2 separate regions of the Sus scrofa genome follow, and region 2 is linked to region 1. The links are chromatin contacts, called in public HiChIP or PLAC-seq maps. All regions are on one chromosome and are shown on one strand. The core of a region is the stretch at or near the end of the contact, and the rest is flanking DNA. Distances in the headings are between cores, read along the strand shown.

Region 1 (3,925 bases), core at 561-3,060:
ACACCCTAGGGAAGTGTAGGTAGGAAATGATAAGTTAGAGGTGATAACAAATTTAAATATAGGGATGATAGATTATTTAATATTCTTGTTGTATTGTTATTTTATTAAAGCTCTTCTGCCCTATCACACTTGGGTAATAAAATTTGGTTGTTGGTGTTCCAGTGTTGCAAATACATCAGGTTTAAAGATCTTTTCAGCAGCATTATTTCATTTGATGCTTGTGATAACCTTGCAAGGTAGGCGAATAGGAGACTATTATCCCAGTTTCGCAGAGTGAAAACTGAGGCTTTGTATTTGAATGTAGCATGAAGGCTAAGCAGCAGAGCAGATCCTGCAATCCACCCATGTTTAAATCCCAGATCAGTGTTCTATCAGCTTTCACTATTCCACACTGCTTCTCATAAAATCCACTGATACTTGTTTTCACACAAACATAAAATGAGTTGTCCAATTATATGTCTCTCATGTTGCTTTCAGAGACTCAGTACATGTCAGTTTTGACCTCCAGATAACAAAAAGATCCAGTCTATTGAATATCACAGCACAATGTGAGATATTCATGGCATTGTGAGGATACTCCTGGCATTGCAAATGAGGATATTCATGGCATTGTGTTATAGGAAAAGATTAGAAAATAACCCATCATCGAGAAAACAGATGAATAGTGGAGTAGTCATACAATAGAATAATACGCATCAGTGAAATAACCTCTAGCTAAATTCAACAGCATGGATGAATCACAAAAACTTGAAAGATGCCAGTTGCAGAGGGTAGCTATAGTGTAGCACATATAAACTATAACAACATACAAAGTGCTAATGTTTGCATATGTGTGCAGTGGACGTATTAAGAAATGTGTGGAAATAGGAACCATAACCAGAGCATAATCATTCTGATCCTGAGAGGAAGTTAACTTCCTCTCAAGAGCAGAATGTGATGGGGGACTGGGAAGCAGGGATTTGAACTTGTATCTATAGGTGATACCTGGGGGTTGTGTCCTTTACACATTTTCACAGGTCTTAAATATTTTATAATACCTTTTCAGAAGGAAAAGTGAAGGCAGTCATTCATTCTGCACATACCGAGGGCAGGTAACATGTCAGGCATCCTGCTGGGGGTTGGAGTACAGCGGTGACAAGATCGATGCTGCACCTGCCATCACAGAACCCTCTAATCTTGCAGAGAGAGTAGGAGAAGCAGGTTTAGTGCTAGGAAGCACAGGGGGGGCTATGAAAGTTTGTGACACGGAGACCAAATGTAGTACATGTGATCTAGCAAAGGGTCCAACAGAAAAGGAAGCTTACACTGAAACTGAGGAATGAAAAGATTTAATTATTAGGAAAGGGAAGATCAGAAAAGAAAAAAAAACAAATACAGCTTAACTGTATTCTAAATGTCCTTGTCTAAAACTAAGCATTGGAGCAAGCCAGGGAGAAAGAGGCATGAGATACGGCTGGAAAATAAAGAAGAAGCCCGACCATGCAAAATCTCACATTCATTCCTTGTTGCCCTTTCAACTTGCTGGAGTCTGGTCTGGAGCCCTGTGCTGGCAAGTACCACCGGGGGCAGGGCCACGGGCATGGGTGGGGCGGATCCCAGAAGCAGAATAGCCTAAAATGCTTCAGGGGCTTCACTCTTGCTGTATCTAGAACAGTTCCCATGTTCTATCCTCATAGCAGACCAATGTCAGCAGTTGAGGGCAGGGAGCAAAAGACACAGAGGTAGAAAGTGCACATGAGCTGGCTAAGGCTCTGCCTCCCCTTCCAACGAAGGAATGGCTCTGGCAGATTTCCACATTGTAGGTATTTTACCATTCGTCATAGGCAAGTTACACAACTCCGTTAGTGATTAAATTACCAACAGGGCTGCTATTTGAGGAGAGAAGGTTCAAGGTTGTTTTTGCCCCTGCACTTTGGCTTAAAGAGAATTGAATTAATTCTTTCTTAATCGCCTTGGTTAGAGGAAAGAAACATTAAAGAAAATCATGCCTGGTCTCCAGCTGACAGTGTAAAAAAGCAGCAGTCAAGCTCATTCATTAACTGCCAGGGGTCCCTGTGTCTAACCTTGGTCCCATGTTTAGATTTATAAAGTGTGAGATCATTGTCAGCTTCATTTATCTCTGTTATTAAATTTACTAGGCCTCCTTCAAATGACATTATATATTCTTATCTAATTCAAATAAATGTCTTACTCATGGCCAGAATGTAGATGGTGAAATCCCATGGTTAACTCAATAATTGAGATAATCTCATTGTTTTGTTTTCCTAATAGAATCTTGAATGCATTGCTCATGCCTGGGATTCCACCCAGTTGCTTCCAAGTTTTCTCACAAGTGCTACTCTTGAGCATTTTCTGCATCTCAGTGTTTGTACGAGGATGGAACATTCTTGCTCCGTTCTTTAACCAGCATGTATCTTGGTGCTGCAAAATAATCACTCAATTTGGTATGTGTGTTTCCATTAATTATGATTAAGTATAATGATGAAGTATACGGATGGTGTATTAGCGAAAGGCATAGGCTTTAGAATAAGTCCTACATTTGAATCCCAGCTCTGTGGCCCCAAGGTGACTCAACCTCAGTTTCCTCATCTGTAAAACAGGAATAATAATAGCTATTTCATAAGGGTGTGGTGAATATTAAATGAGATTATTTTCAGGGCGCATTGCCTGGCCTGAAACCATTCATATTTTAGCCAGATAGATTAAGATACTGTTCTTTCTATGTAGCTTGACTAGAAATACAGTTCATTGTTTAAATATTTGAACCAACCTTTTGAATTGTGACTCATAAAGGGATTTTTCTCTCTGCTTTATGCCATCCTGTACTTAGGGCACTTGTATCTAAATCATTGGCATTTCCTATATCATGTACACAAACTGGCATCTAAGTTCATTTTGTTTGATTTGGTTCCATTTTCCTGGTGACTTTCCTAGCAGCCAGAGGTGGACTGCTCAGTCTGGAGGAAGCAGTAAACTGTCCTTCAGTACCTGCTTCAAGTGACTATCCCAACACAGGACATTCAAGGTTTCCAGTCATGCTAACCAGTGCTGCCCGGTAACCAGGAGCAACAGCCTGCAGCCAAGATGATGGAATGGGATTATCACCCGCAATTAGCCTGAAACAACCAGGGCTGCCACCCCATGCCCCATGCACTTTCTTACATTGGAGGCTTCATACATCCTCTAATCTCTGCCCAGAACAATCTTCCCTATACTCCTCATTCACCAGACTAAGTTCTACGCATTTATCAAGCCTCAGCTTGTATGTCTCCTCCAAGAAACCTTTTCTGCTGGGTGGGAATCTCTGTTACGCACTCGCCCTCCCATGTCAGTCTTGAGTTATCCCTATTATGTGTGGGCAGTTCTTGTTTTGCATAGTTCTGTTAGGCACAAACCTCAGTTACCACAATTTAGTTACATAACATAACATCAGTCCTCCAACAACACCGTTCAAACATCAGTTACGACGGTTATGGGAACTGTGAGCTATTGTATAAACTTCACTGTTGGCTTTTCAGCCCATAAGTTACTTTGTGCAGAAGAGATTCACATCATGATCAGTAACAAATTGTTTCTTCTTCAAAAGTCTGTTGATGAGTGGTCCCTGCATGTTTCTTATTCATCTCACACACAGACAGCAAAAGCAATAGTTGTGTTGCCTCCTTGCCTCCTAGTGATAAACCCTGGTGGTATTTTATGAACAGGGATAATCAAAAGAGGGAATTAGCCAGAAAAGATTAAAGTGCAGTAAAGAAATGAAGAGTGATTACCTTGGAAGTGAAGTTCAAATCAAATGTAAATGTGTTTGTAGAAGTAATAGCTGACCGTGGAATGTTGACATCTTTCCCATTGGATGTGCTCTAGATATGCAGCCAGAGGAACTTGCTGAAGGCACATTTATTGATGCATATGAGCAAAGTGGCCA
Region 2 (4,277 bases), core at 1,335-3,834, 170 kb before region 1:
GGAGTTTGTCTGAGTTGGAAGCTAGTAAATGGTAAAACCAAGGTGTGGACCCAGATCTCCCCGACTCTGAATCCCATCTTCCCCCCACTCCTCTTAATCAGTTTGTTCCCCTTCTCTTTCATAACACATACTCCTTATTGGCCACCTGACACCTAAAATCATTTTGAGAACCCCGGCAATGCATTTTAACTGCCTCAATGACATTGTGAGAAAGATTCAGGGGCATTACAGAATTTCAGCTCAAAGAATCATCATTTGATGCCCTATGCATCATGGTTATGAATGCCAAATTTGTGCAGTGCTCCCATCTTAATGCAGACTGCCTTCCAAGAGAGGGCACTCTACCCTTCTAGATGGTCAAGTCCCTGAATTTATTAATCCCCATGGTATCTAGCAAAGTGATGTAATCAAGAAGTGTCTCAAATGTTGGAACAGAAATGAACTAGGCATAAAAGGAATTGTTTGGTGGCTGAATAACTTAAAGTACAATTAAATAGAGCGCTGACTTTCTATCCCATAACTTATGTAGAAAAACTTTGCTCTACTCTTCTCATCTAGTATGGCAGGAAATCTCTTCTGTTTGTGCAAATGGAAAATGTTTTTGTTCTGAATTGCAGACAGATGTGGCTTTATGCCCGTGGTTCTTGCCTCCACTAAATGCACAGTTCATATTTATTAAAAAATATATATATCTTCTTGACCATCCTATATAGGAATTCAGGAGTTTGCTATGTGACTCAGCGTAACAAACCCAACTAGTAACCATGAGGATGCAGGTTCAATCCCTGGCCTCACTCAGAGGGTTAAGGATCTGGCATTACCGTGAGCTGTTGGTGTAGGTTGCAGACATGGCTCAGATCTGGCGTTGCTGTGGCTGTGGTGTAGGCCTGCATCTGCAGCTCTGATTCGACCCCTAGCCTGGGACCTTCCAAAAAAAGAGAAGAAAAAAAATCCATATTCATGTATTTTATAGCATATGAAATTTTAAAGAATATAGTGTCCTATGTATAATGTAAAAGGACAGTAAAAGTCATAAAGTAACATTTCATCAGTAAGAACTCTCAGGCGTGACAACAGTAGAAGATATTTTTTAAGAGATACAATATATTACCATGGATTTTGCTATTCCTAATACTGAGAGTATGTATGACCATGAATGCAACCATCACAATGCAGCCTGATAGAGTTGTGTTCACTGGTGACTCAAAAACTTCTTGGTGCATTGCTGTCTGCAGTGTGATTTTCCCGCCGCATACACCCCGCAACTTCCCAGTGATGAAAACCTCTTGGTAACATTCCAAAGAAATCAAAATACGATCTCCTTCTTTTATTTTTACAGTAGTTGCATTCCTAGAAAATTCAGGCTGCATTAAGACTGTATAAAAACAATTCGTGATTATGTCTCAAAGAATTGGTTTTAGGCTCCAGGATGTCTGTCAGGACAATTCTTGGTTGTATAAGACTGTCTAATCTAGCCTCCCTAGGCCCCACTGACTAAATGCCAACCACATTACCTCAATCATTGGGACTAGCAAAAATCCTCCCACAAATTTCCAAAACGTTTCTGGGGAAGTGGTATCTACCTCCTTGAAAAGCACTGCTTTCGTCAGCCCACGGAGTTCCCAAAAAGTTATGTGTCAATTTGATTCTCATACCTGGATCTGAATTTTCACATGTTAAGTGTTCATAAAACAAGGTGCATTTTTTTTAAAAAAAGACAGGTTTCTGCAGCATGCACAAAGGTGGCCCTGATTCACTGTAAGTAATGTTCTCGAATCCTCCTAGGTGGTGACCTAAGACACTAGCCCGGATGTCTCTCAAGTGAGAAGGCAAAGTTAACGTACGTGTGTGTGGAAGCTGGTAAACAAAGAGCAGGTGGACCACAAGTATGATACAGATGCACTGGCACAGGTACAGGCATCTGTATATTCAGCTGACTCGAGGGCTAGGCAAATGCCCTTGGCTGTCTCGAAGGTCCATGGGGTCGGTTCAGGAAAAAGGTAAGCCCAGGGCGAGGAGGATGTCAGCAGTTGCTAGGAGACTAACAGTCTGTGAAGGAAACAAAGGAAGTGAGTCAGGGGAGAGTGTGAATGTAGGGTTAAGGATAGCAGTGATGTCGCGGTCAGCCCAGGTGAAGGTGACCACGGCTCTGAGAACTACGTGGTGGATGTTGCTTCTTGAGTTACAGCTTCTTGCATCTCGATCTTGAACTGGAGGGAGCACCTAGTGCACGGCACAGAAGGATGTTTTCATCCCCGTCCTCACGTGGGAGCAGCGCACGGGGATATGAGCTTCCTTTCTCCATGCTTCCCAAGACACCTTGCGCTATCTTTACATTTCAGGAAAGCCAACCCCCCTCAGCTGTGTGAGGCAGACATCTGTTGACCATATTCCATGGATCAGAGTTGTGTCTGTTTTTCTCTCCCTTTGGGAGAAGGAATGGTGGGCGTGACTCCACGCAGAAATTCTGGCAAGCCAATAAAGACCACCGTCCAAGTTCCCTCAAGCTAACCATGCATGGCTCAGTCTTAGTGTAGTTTGCATGCCTGCCTCAGATTCCTGTCTTTAAGAAGGCTCTGAAAATCAGGCCCAGACAGACTCCAATGCCTATTCATCTGAAGTTCACCAGGCAGTGTGCCTGGTGTCATTTGAGCAAGCCGTTTCGCAGCCAGCTTTTTTTTTTTTTTTTTAATGACATGATTGCCCAGGCTTTCAAATCCCATTATGAAACTTTTCATCCTTTACTCAGGGCTTTTTTTTTTTTTTTTAATCTGCCATTTTAGTTTGACGGAAAGAGATGTTGAGCAGAAATAATAGCAAAATTGCTCTTTGGGACCAGATGATATCATGAGTCATGCCACATTTGGGGATCTGTAGTTGCCACATTTTTCCCTCTCCTGAAATTCTTAATGACTGACAGTGGTTGGTTATCAGGGAAGATAGGAAGAAGGCTGGACTAATCCCAGGGCAGCTTGGAGGTTCATTAGAAGGGAGGGAGGAGAGGCCCACCAGCCCTGGCCTGGGGCCACAGAAAACAAGGAGACCCCTAGCTGTGTCCTGCCAGGCATTCAGAGCCCTGCATGGAGGCAGCCTGATTGTTATTGGAAACAGTTACTGGCCAACGGCAGTGTTGTGCCTGCTGCTTCACTACGGTGACACACAACCTCAGGGCTGCAACACGATCCTCTCCATGTCGAGGGGGATGCAGAGTGCCTCCTACATACCCTAAGTCAAATCAGGGCTCCACAACTGGCTCTAAGAGAAGCAGTTACATATTCTTGTGAACATTCTCCTAGGTGTTTTCAGCTGCCAGGGAGTTCTCTCACATCAGCCTATCTAGAGAAAGCTGCAGGTGATGTTACAGCGTGGTTCTCACGTCTTCTCACCTGGTCTCACACATGGGGTCTGCTGGGAAAAGTGGATGCAGGATTCCTGGGGCACTTATCTTCACAGCTATGACCTAGCATCTCGCCCGGCACCTGGCTGTGGAGTAGGAATGAATACATAAGGAAGGCAAGCCAAGGTGGAACGGGTGTGAGGCATTCCTCCCTCCGCCCCGTCCTTCTCTCCCTGCCTCCCCCGTCCCACTCCACACCACTCCTGTTTCTCCAAAAAGTGAGGTCAACATCAGTATAACATCTAGTCATGAAATGGACAGTGCTAAGTAACTAAAAGAAACAGTGTCCATGTTAGTTATGAGTTTTGAGCCAGAAGGGCGTCAGGAAGACCTGCATTTTGGTCTTATCCTTCACCACCTGCTATTGGGCAACCTTGAACAAATTGTTAAAAATCTCTTAGCCTAATTGCTCCTCTAGCAAGTACAGATAGTAATAGTCCCACCTTATCCGTTTGTTATAAGAATTAGAGATAATTCATGTCAAGTGCTTGCACTGTGCTTGGGACTTTAGTGTTCAAGAAGTGTTAGCTGCTTTTATTATTTTCCCATAGGCTACTCATCACAACTGTGTGAGTATCAGCTCAGCGAGGTGACTGCTGCTAGGTCTGTGCCGCTCTGAGGAAAATTGCCGTCTCATCCATCTTGGGAGCAACTGGAATTATTCTCTGTACTGATTTGACCATGGATTAGCTTGGTTGCTATGGCTATATTACTTAACCTTCGGGGCTTCAGCGTCTTTGTTGTAAACACAGACAGCTGCTCTGTCTATACTCAAAGATCATTACACGTGAGAATGTTTAGGAAGGGCCCTAAAGACTGAGTATGAGTTTTTGGTTTATGCTATTGCCTAGATGCCTAACATTTGGGAATTAGATTAGGG

Evidence for each region. HiChIP or PLAC-seq counts read pairs in DNA pulled down with a chosen protein or histone mark.
Region 2: a contact with region 1 is called in an H3K27ac HiChIP or PLAC-seq map of skeletal muscle, with 2.0 times the contacts expected there. The contact joins two enhancer-like sites. A contact is called at or near these places in 5 of 47 Hi-C or Micro-C datasets (heart right ventricle, liver and skeletal muscle) and 1 of 2 datasets of contacts at active chromatin or transcription factors (skeletal muscle).

What each region holds. Positions count from the first base shown.
Region 1 is chr2:145,039,501-145,043,425 of Sscrofa11.1, reverse strand. No RefSeq gene overlaps it. Among named protein-coding and RNA genes, the nearest start is that of NR3C1, 110 kb to the right of the region's middle. Within about 2 kb of position 1,810, at least 15 of the 83 cell types and tissues checked have an H3K27ac peak or open chromatin away from gene starts, as enhancers often do. A contact at or near this core is called in skeletal muscle, where this site is marked.
Region 2 is chr2:145,214,203-145,218,479 of Sscrofa11.1, reverse strand. No RefSeq gene overlaps it. Among named protein-coding and RNA genes, the nearest start is that of NR3C1, 290 kb to the right of the region's middle. Within about 2 kb of position 2,584, at least 11 of the 83 cell types and tissues checked have an H3K27ac peak or open chromatin away from gene starts, as enhancers often do. A contact at or near this core is called in skeletal muscle, where this site is marked.